Regions from separate parts of the Mus musculus genome. Here all the other regions are linked to region 1. The links are chromatin contacts, called in public promoter capture Hi-C maps. All regions are on one chromosome and are shown on one strand. Each heading gives the region's core, a stretch centred on a gene start, on an enhancer-like site or on the middle of the called end of the contact. The rest is flanking DNA. Distances are from core to core; before and after follow the strand shown.

Region 1 (2,796 bases), core at 160-2,659:
TGTTCTCTCCCTGAGGTTTGCTCAGTCTGCCATCTTATAGAACCCAGGACCACTAGCTCAGGGGTAGCCCCACCCATAATGGACCTGACCCTCCCACATCAGTCATGAATTAAGTAAACGCCCTAATGGCTTGCCTACAGCCCAGCCTTATAAAAGCACTTTCTCAGTTGAGGGTCACTCCTCTCAGCTTGTGGCAAGTTGACATAAATCCTGCCAGCACCTAGAGAAATAAAAGCCTGTTGGCCATCAGAGCTGAGAAGCATTCGGGCGATCTCTAGAGCTTTTGGTTGTCTCTGTGCCCTCTGTCATCACCCCCTGAACACATCAGTCCTGTAAAAATTCTTGACTTTGATAGTCAGGAAGCCAAATTTAAGAGAAACTGCAATTCCAAATATATAAAGGAAAATCTGTTTTTTCCTGAGTTTAGTGGTGATAGCAGCATCAGGAGGCTAAGACTGGATGAATGTTAGTTCAATGCCACTCTGGCCTACGTAGTGAGTTTGAGACTATCCTGTACTGCACCACATATAACCTATGGAGGAGGAGATGGGGGAAAGCTAGTCATTATTTGTTGGGCTAAAAGCTCTTTGTACACATTTCTTTTTCTTTTCCTTTTTGCATACTAGCACAATACCACTGACTCATACATTGATTTTAGCTCTCAGTCCTAGGGCTATCAGTGGTGGTCTTCCTGTTAGCAGAGTCTCACGGTGGTTGGTGTAGGGGCCAGAGAAAGAGAGTGTGTGCATATGTCTCTCCTGGTCTCTCTCTCTCTCTCTCTCTCTCTGTGTGTGTGTGTGTGTGTGTGTGTGTGTGTGTGTGCTTTTGAAGCTGCCTGCATTCAGTCACGGAAATGCTATCGGGGTCACTGTAGCTGATCATAATCTCCTGCCAGAGACCCCTCCTATACACACCACAGTCAGGTGCTGGCTGCTTCCACACCCTTAATCACAGTGAAGATTAATGAACACACAGAGAGATCACGGCATTTTAACTTAAAGAAAAAACTTGGTGTGCACCATGAGAGATGGTTTGGGGGCCTCTGTACTGCAGAAGGGATGGGAGAAATGGTGTTTCTTCTCAAAAGGGAGGGATGAGGGGTTGGAGGAAGAGGCGACAAGAATAAAGGGATGGTGCAGGCTAGAGCAAGTGTCATGGAAGGTGGCCAGGATCAAAGAGAAGTGGCACTGCTATGACTCTACTGCAGTACCACTCCACGTCTGTGGACCTCTGCATATCTCTGAAACCTCCCACAAATGCAGCACATTGCTCACCAATGCACCTGCCAGTCAGCTTCTAGTGAAAGTTAAAAAAAAAAAAATGGTTGGGTCTCAGGCATTCTTGGGCAGAGTTGAGAGTAGGAGGCTGTCACTGCAGAAACCCAGAAACAATCTGTCGGAGCAGATTTTGGAACTCGGCCACCTAAAGCTCCCTGATCAAGCTGGTTTACTTGAATGCCTGGAAAGTGGGGTGGGATGGGAGAGACTGCAATGTAGTAGCCATGCTAGGCCATTGCATGTCCCTCCAACATTCCATAGGAACCGTACTGCATTTTCTCATCTACTGGTGGATAGAAAAGGAGTGTGAATCATTTGGAGCAAGGCTGAGACACTAAGTCAGCACGAGACATGGGGATTCCCTCCAGAAAAGCAGAGACATTAAAATCTGGAGGGAAAAATAGCAAGCTTGAGTCAATACAGCAAAGGGGATTTGTGTGCAAAACAGGAACTTAGAAAGGTTAATGGAAGCAGGTCTGCTCCAGAGTTAGGTCTCCCTGTAGAAATGACATTAACTTCCACAGTGCACAGATACAGAGAGTCAAGATGGACAAGTTATGTTGGAGTATGCTGTCATTGATACACAGAAGAGAAAGACACATTTTAGAGATTGCAAGGCTGGTTAGGAAAGAGAATCCTCTAAACTCAACTTACAGCAATCTGTGATGTCACAGCAGGAGAGGCACGTGCATATATCGTTGGAATAATGTGGTTTCTTAGAACACATTCCCCAAGGAGTAAATTCTGGGTTCTATTGTACAGCTCTCTGTGATGCTAGGGAACTGACATGTCTGACCATACTGCATGGCTACCATGCAGAGAGACATCGCTCTGAGATACAGTCAGTCTATGGATTTGGCCAAGGAGATAATTAGTTTATGGGCACTGGGGTGAGTATGATTAGTGAGGCATCTCTGCCCACTCTCAGAGTAATCTGCAGGCCACTTAAGGCAGTTTCCTTTTCACATAAAGAGCAACCAAAGGCAGAGAAGAATCTCCTTTGGGGAAAGCTAGATCTCATTTGCAACTGATGTATGTAAATCTCTTACATTTCCACCTTAACCAAAGCCTCAAGTTTAGGTTTTATGTGTTTGTGGTGCCATCTGCTGGTAAGATGTAGATTTCATATTATGAGCTCTCAATTCAATTCTCCAAACTTTGTTCTTTTACACTGAAAAATTGAGGACTCCAAGTACCTTTTTTTTTTTTTTTTTTTTTTAGATTCATTTATTTATTATGTGTAAGTACACTGTAGCTGTCTTCAGACACTCCAGAAGAGGGAGTCAGATCTCCTTAATGGATGGTTGTGAGCCACCATGTGGTTGCTGGGATTTGAACTCCGGACCTTTGGAAGAGCAGTCGGGTGCTCTAACCCACTGAGCCATCTCACCAGCCCTCCAAGTACCTTTGCATGGAGCATATATATAACATTATCAGTGATACTGTAATTAGGAACTTGGAAAAAGTTCTTATTTGTTTATGTAGGAGAGTAACAACAATTAATCCCATATAAATGTAA
Region 2 (2,796 bases), core at 205-2,704, 1.3 Mb before region 1:
TGTCTACTAAGTTCCTTTGAGAGTTAAAGACAATGTCTGTAAAGTGAAAAACACTGTGTCTGGTGTGGGTAGACAGAAAACAAGCCATTATTTCCTTTACTGCCACCTTGAAGTTTTCAAGACATCTACCTTCCTCGATGTTACAGTAAGTCGCTAATGAATAGCTACTGGACAGCTTATTTTGGTCAGTATGTCTTGGTCACTAACTTCCAAGAAATAACTAGATCTTTGCACACTTCCATTCTCTAACTGTGATTCTCAACCGTTTCATTAAAGCCTTTGGCGTGCCTTTTGGAACACAGCTGAGTCTCCATGCTCCAGAGATCTGATTTAATTGGTCTGCTCATACTGTAAAAACTTCTCAGGGGAACAGAGTTTGAAACAAAACTGATAGCAAACGCTGTCTCCAAAACACATCAGGAGGACACAGACACCCTGTCTTCCAAGTTTAATTAGAACCACCATCTTTTCCTTTTCCTCCCAAGAAGGAAGTTTCTTGCTTCTACTCCAGAAGATATCCCTGGGGAACCATATTTTAATCCCAAATCTTTAATTCCTTGTGTGCTTCTCCATCACTGCACATCGACCCTGCTCCTCAAAATGGTTCTGAATTTGCAAGCCTAGTTTCATTGCAATTCCTAGTTTGTGAATACAAAGGTCGATGGTCTGGTGACTCTTGAGGCTTTCAGTAACTTCTGCCCATGGCAAATCCGATTCAAACCAAATAACTGTAAAGGTATTGCTTGAAAGGGCAAATACCAAGTACTGGCCAGCACAGTGTGGCACCATTATAAAAAGAACAATCTCGAGAGGTTATAATTAACTATGTGTTCTCAGTGTGCTCAGCGCACTAGCCAGCGTTGCAAACTGGAATGAGGAAGAGTCGGTTAGTCGCTGATTAATAAGCCAGTTATTCTCCGAAAGAAAGCCATTAAAAGAAAACGTGAAGGGCGCTCGCTACCTTTTATCCTTTCCAGAACCTAAGTCCAGTAGCAAAATGTTTTGTTAATGCAAGTTGCAAAAATCTCAAGTTTCTTTAGCCAAAGGCACTGGGGGGTGTGCTGGGTGTGAGCTGCTTTATCTCCGGATTTAACAATTCCTGGGTAAGGCTTTGTGGGCTGTGCTGCCCCCAGGGCCTCGAGCTCACCCTAGCAACTCTCTAACTCTGGACTACACCCCTGCCCCGAGGCTTCCGCCCCAGTCTCCCGCCTCGTGGCTGGGGGAGAGAAGTCGGCGTCCTGAACGCGCCCTTGCAGCCCGCCCGGCCCGCCACGCGCGCAGGGACAGCTGCGGGCTCGGCGCCCCGGAAGACGCGGTCACGTGACACCGACCTGCCGGTCCTGCCGCTGCTTCAGATGCACGCCGGCCACCGTGGCCGCCGTCAGCAGCACCGAGAGGCCCAGCACTGCCTTCGAACTCCTCGACATTCCCGCTCCCGGCCGCGGACTCGCTCCCGCGCCCGCCCCCGCCGCCGCCACAGCCGCCGCCGCCGCCGCAGCCGCAACGGGCCAGGCTCGACCTCTCGAGCGCAGAGCCGTTGCAAGTGCTATCGTCGCCAGGCTCTAGCAATCGAGCGCCGAGCGTAACCCCTGGCCCGCTTCGCTGCTTCTTGGGAGTGGCTGCCTGGGGCCCTGGCTTTCCTATTTGGGGACCGCCTTCACCAGGAAGTCGCAGTGCTGGGCTGCTTTGGAGTCGCGAGGGTGGGGTTGGGAGTGCCAGTGGAGTATGTACGGAGGACATCTGGTCGCTATGGGGCGACTGATCAGACCCTAAATTTTCTTAGAGTCTAAAAGCTGGGTGGTTGGTTTTTTGACAAGGTATTGCTGTGCAGCTCAAACTAGCTTCAAACTCGCAATCCTGCCTCAGCCTCGGCTACACCTTGTTGCCTACTAAACTTCTGTTGGGAAATGCACTGGGTCAGGCAAGGATCCGGACATGTTTAGCTCCTGTAATCTTAAGAAATGGCGTTGCCCGGCGTGGTGGCTCACGCCTTTAATCCCACCACTCCCGAGGCAGAGGCAGGCGGATTTCTGAGTTCGAGTCCTGCCTGGTCTACAAAGTGAGTTCCAGGACAACCAGGGCTATACAGAGAAACCCTGTCTCAAAAAACCAAAAGAAAAAAAAAATGTCGTTGATGCCCTTGGAGCCTTTCAGGAATGCTTGTAAGATCCTTGTGTCAGAGTAGTTCACAAGAGGCTAAGGATGGTGTCATTTGCACTTACCCCTTAAATTAAAAAAGAGACTTGGCTTCCCAGAACTTTTAAGTATTTGTGATGCCAATGAAGAATGGCATATCAGTAAATCACTCTTACCCAGGAAAGTACACATTCAAAGCTGCTGCTGAAAACCGATAGACAACAATGATAAGGCTCATTCAGGCCTTGATTAGGTATTCCCAGTGTTTCCCCAACATTCACTTCGTCTCAGTATGCTTTGCTCTTTCGTTCTCTGTTAAGTGAACCCAAACGGCATGAAGAAAATACTATTATGAACAGTTAGCATACTGCATTGGTTATATCTTTGGTTTTTTTTTTTTAATTAATTTTTTTGGTGTTTTTTGTTTGTTTCTTTGTTTGTTTGTTTTGACAGGGCTTCTCTGTGTAGCCCTGACTGTCCTGGAACTCACTTTGTAGACCAGGCTGGCCTCAAACTCAGAAATCCGCCTGCCTCTGCCTCCTGAGTGCTGGGATTAAAGGCATGCGACACCACGCCCGACTTTAATTTATTTTTTAAAGAATCTAGGTTTATTTATTTTTAAAGATTTATTTTATGTATATGAATACACTGTAGCTGTAC
Region 3 (2,796 bases), core at 122-2,621, 1.2 Mb before region 1:
CAGTGTTGTGGGACTCTGGCCTGTGGCTCCGGCTCTGCAGCCTTATGCTTACTCACTGGTCCATACAGTACATCATCTTCCTTGAACAACGACTCTGGAGTCTGGGCCGGGCCTCTGGACAAGACAGAGCGTACTAAACGAGAGTACTTCGCTTGGTCTACTGCTTCGTAAGAGTTTTTCTTCTTCTGGCTACACAAATAAGAGAAAGTGGAGAAACTCACAGGAGGGCTTGCTTTTACAGAAAATCTGTTTAACCTGCTAAGCAGCCTGCAGAAGGTCAGAGGCAGTTTCATTTTTAGACTTCGCCCCTCTAACTTTTCTCTAGTCTGGAAAGTTTAAAAGTGTGTTCTGTTCGTATCTGAAAAAAAAAAAAAAGTGGTGTTAGGTTTAAGACATTTTCTATATTAAAACCATCAAATTGAAAATCACACAAGAGCCGGGTGTGGTGGCGCACGCCTTTGATCCCAGCACTTGGGAGGCAGAGGCAGGTGGATTTCTGAGTTAGAGGCCAGCCTGGTCTACAAAGTGAGTTCCAGGACAGCCAGGGCTACACAGAGAAACCCTGACTCAAAAAACCAAAAAACAAAAACAAAAAAACCCACAAGAACATTAAAAGTGCATACACTAAACTTTTGACGTTTCCAAAAAAAAAGAGAAAATCATTCCCAAGTAAGATTCATGAAAATTGTAAGTGGCTTTTGTTCAATGTTAATGTGTTGGCCGTTTCGGATATGACACCTTAAATCTGAATGTGACAAGGCCTGGAGGCATAGACCAGGAAACTTAAGTTACTTGGGTGGCTGAGGCAGTATGAAATTGAGATTTTGGGTTAGCTTGGCTTTGTCTCTAGAAACAAAACAACTACAATCTGCCCCCCCCCAACAAATTCACAAGTCTTAATTAACAGTTAAACACCTACATCTACATACCAAACTCTTACTAAATATTCTGTATGGGCATCGCTCATCTATTCCTCACGCCGCCCTTTAAAAAGTGGGTGCTACTGTGACCTCGTGGTCCAGACTCGGGACATGTCGCAAGTGGGTCTGCACAGCCCATCCAACGTTAATTCCAGAAAATGATCTCTGCAGGTGTCTCCCATGGCTGCGACAGGACAAGCGTGGCCCTTCGTGCCCGAGTTTGGATAGGGAAGAGAGTATTTAAATAGAAGGTCGGTCAGCGGCAGGGTTCTAGCTGTACCTGAGATGCCACCACGCTGTAACACCCAGCCCGCAAACAACCCTCTCGGGACCCGTACTTTCATCGGTCCCGCGCTTTCCCAAAGCGAGGCGGCCCCAGCATGCACTACGGCGTTCCCGTCGCACCTGTGAGGCGCCATCCCCTCCACGCCCCCGAAGCAGAAGCGCGGGCGCCGTCAAGCCGCGCGTTGTCGCGCTCACGAGATCTCGCGCACGTCACCGCCGCTCGCCATCTTGGACTCTGGCTGAGCCATAAATTGCCCGGGCCGCGGTGCGCGTCCTTTCTCGAGGCGTGCCTCGCCGGCGGAGGGTTCGGAGCCCGCGTTCCCGTCGCGGCCCTCCGGTGCTGGTGTCCGCGTGGCGCGGAGCGAGGGTAGGCTCCCCGCGTAGCTTCTATTGCCCGGCTCCAAGATGGACGGCCGCGGGGACGGGGGAGGCCGCACTGGGGGAGCACGTGGCGTGCCGCTCGCTGGCCTGCGCCCGGGGCTGCTGGGATGGTGGCGGAGTCCCGCGGCCTCCAGCCGCCGTCCGGCAAGGAGGCCGGCGGAGGCGGGGCCGCGGCCGCCCCTGAAAGGCGCCCCGGCGGCGGCCCAGCCTCTTCTTTCCTCGCACAGCCACACGGCCCCTGCTCGAGGCCCGCGTCGCCATGGCCGCGGTTCCCGAGTTGCTGGAGCAGCAGGAGGAGGACCGCAGCAAGGTGAGATCCCTTCCTCGCTCGCTACCTGGGCTGGAGGTTCCCGCCGGCCTCCTTGGGCTGGGTGGATCTTCTCTGGGGCTCGGACCCCAGCAAGATCCCGAGGTTTTCCCTCAACCACCCCTTTAGAGATGGCTTTCCAACGGGGTGTCTCTGCACGCTCATTCTCTGACCAAGGAGACCCAGACAAGTGGGACCCCACTTCTTGAGCTCTCGGTGGGAAGCTGACCGACGCTCTGCCAGTCATTCGACTGAGGCTAATCCTCTGAAGCCCTTAGGAGCGTGGTTTTTTTTTTTTTCTTTTTTCTTTTGCTCCTAAAACTTAAATCGACTACATGGTAATTGGAAAGTGGATCAAAGTTTCGTTTGCTATTCCTATCTCCTTTTAAGAAAATGGCCTTTTCGTTTAAAATAGTGGGGAGATTTCTAACGAGTATCTGTATGTAGCATGGTTTTTGCAACTTGGGAACGCTAAATGTGTCCTCGTGGGAGTTGTAATTTTTAGTAAATCCTGTGTGTTGATATAACCCTCGGGCTGCAAATATCTTGAGGACTAATGCAATAAACAGGGATTGCTATACGGGCAATAAAGGATTCTACTTTTATTGGCTCTTTAAACTTGAATTTTCCACCGCACAGGTAGGTTATGAGTCAGTTTTGTGGACAAAATCGTCAGTAATATGGGAGCTCTTAGATTTTAATAAGAGCTGAATTAAGATTTCATTTTAAGTACCTTTGAATGGGCAAACATTTTTTTTTTTGTTTTTGTTTTTGTTTTTCGAGACAGTTTCTCTGTATATCCCCGGCTGTCCTGGAACTCACTTTGTAGACCAGGCTGGCCTCGAACTCAGAAATCCGTCTCCCAAGTGCTGGGATTAAAGGCATACGCCACCACGTCCGGCG

The links. Promoter capture Hi-C pulls out the DNA fragments that hold promoters and counts their contacts.
Region 2: a contact with region 1 is called in a promoter capture Hi-C map of hippocampal neurons, with 7 times the contacts expected there. The contact joins the promoter of Kat14 here to the enhancer-like site in region 1. A contact is called at or near these places in 10 of 39 promoter capture datasets (the 3T3-L1 cell line, 3T3-L1-derived adipocytes, the C10 cell line and 6 more) and 3 of 115 datasets of contacts at active chromatin or transcription factors (astrocytes, embryonic stem cells and large pre-B cells).
Region 3: a promoter capture Hi-C map of hippocampal neurons shows a contact between it and region 1, with 13 times the contacts expected there. The contact joins the promoter of Snx5 here to the enhancer-like site in region 1. A contact is called at or near these places in 11 of 39 promoter capture datasets (the 3T3-L1 cell line, 3T3-L1-derived adipocytes, cranial neural crest and 6 more), 1 of 484 Hi-C or Micro-C datasets (cortical neurons) and 6 of 115 datasets of contacts at active chromatin or transcription factors (astrocytes, cardiomyocytes, embryonic forebrain and 2 more).

What each region holds. Positions count from the first base shown.
Region 1 is chr2:143,113,519-143,116,314 of GRCm38.p6, reverse strand. No RefSeq gene overlaps it. Among named protein-coding and RNA genes, the nearest start is that of Otor, 37 kb to the right of the region's middle. Within about 2 kb of position 1,409, at least 12 of the 459 cell types and tissues checked have an H3K27ac peak or open chromatin away from gene starts, as enhancers often do. A contact at or near this core is called in cortical neurons and hippocampal neurons, where this site is marked.
Region 2 is chr2:144,367,693-144,370,488 of GRCm38.p6, reverse strand. Kat14 (lysine acetyltransferase 14) reads right to left here and starts at 1,454. Exons shown (of 11, transcript NM_181417.3): 1 at 1,332-1,454. Pet117 (PET117 homolog) reads right to left here and starts at 1,506. Exons shown (of 2, transcript NM_001164813.1): 1 at 1,332-1,506. The coding sequence starts at 1,427.
Region 3 is chr2:144,269,477-144,272,272 of GRCm38.p6, reverse strand. Snx5 (sorting nexin 5) reads left to right here and starts at 1,371. Exons shown (of 14, transcript NM_001199188.1): 1 at 1,371-1,572; 2 at 1,814-1,896. The coding sequence starts at 1,846. Mgme1 (mitochondrial genome maintenance exonuclease 1) reads right to left here and starts at 1,369. Exons shown (of 5, transcript NM_028984.5): 1 at 1,201-1,369; 2 at 1-358. The coding sequence starts at 293.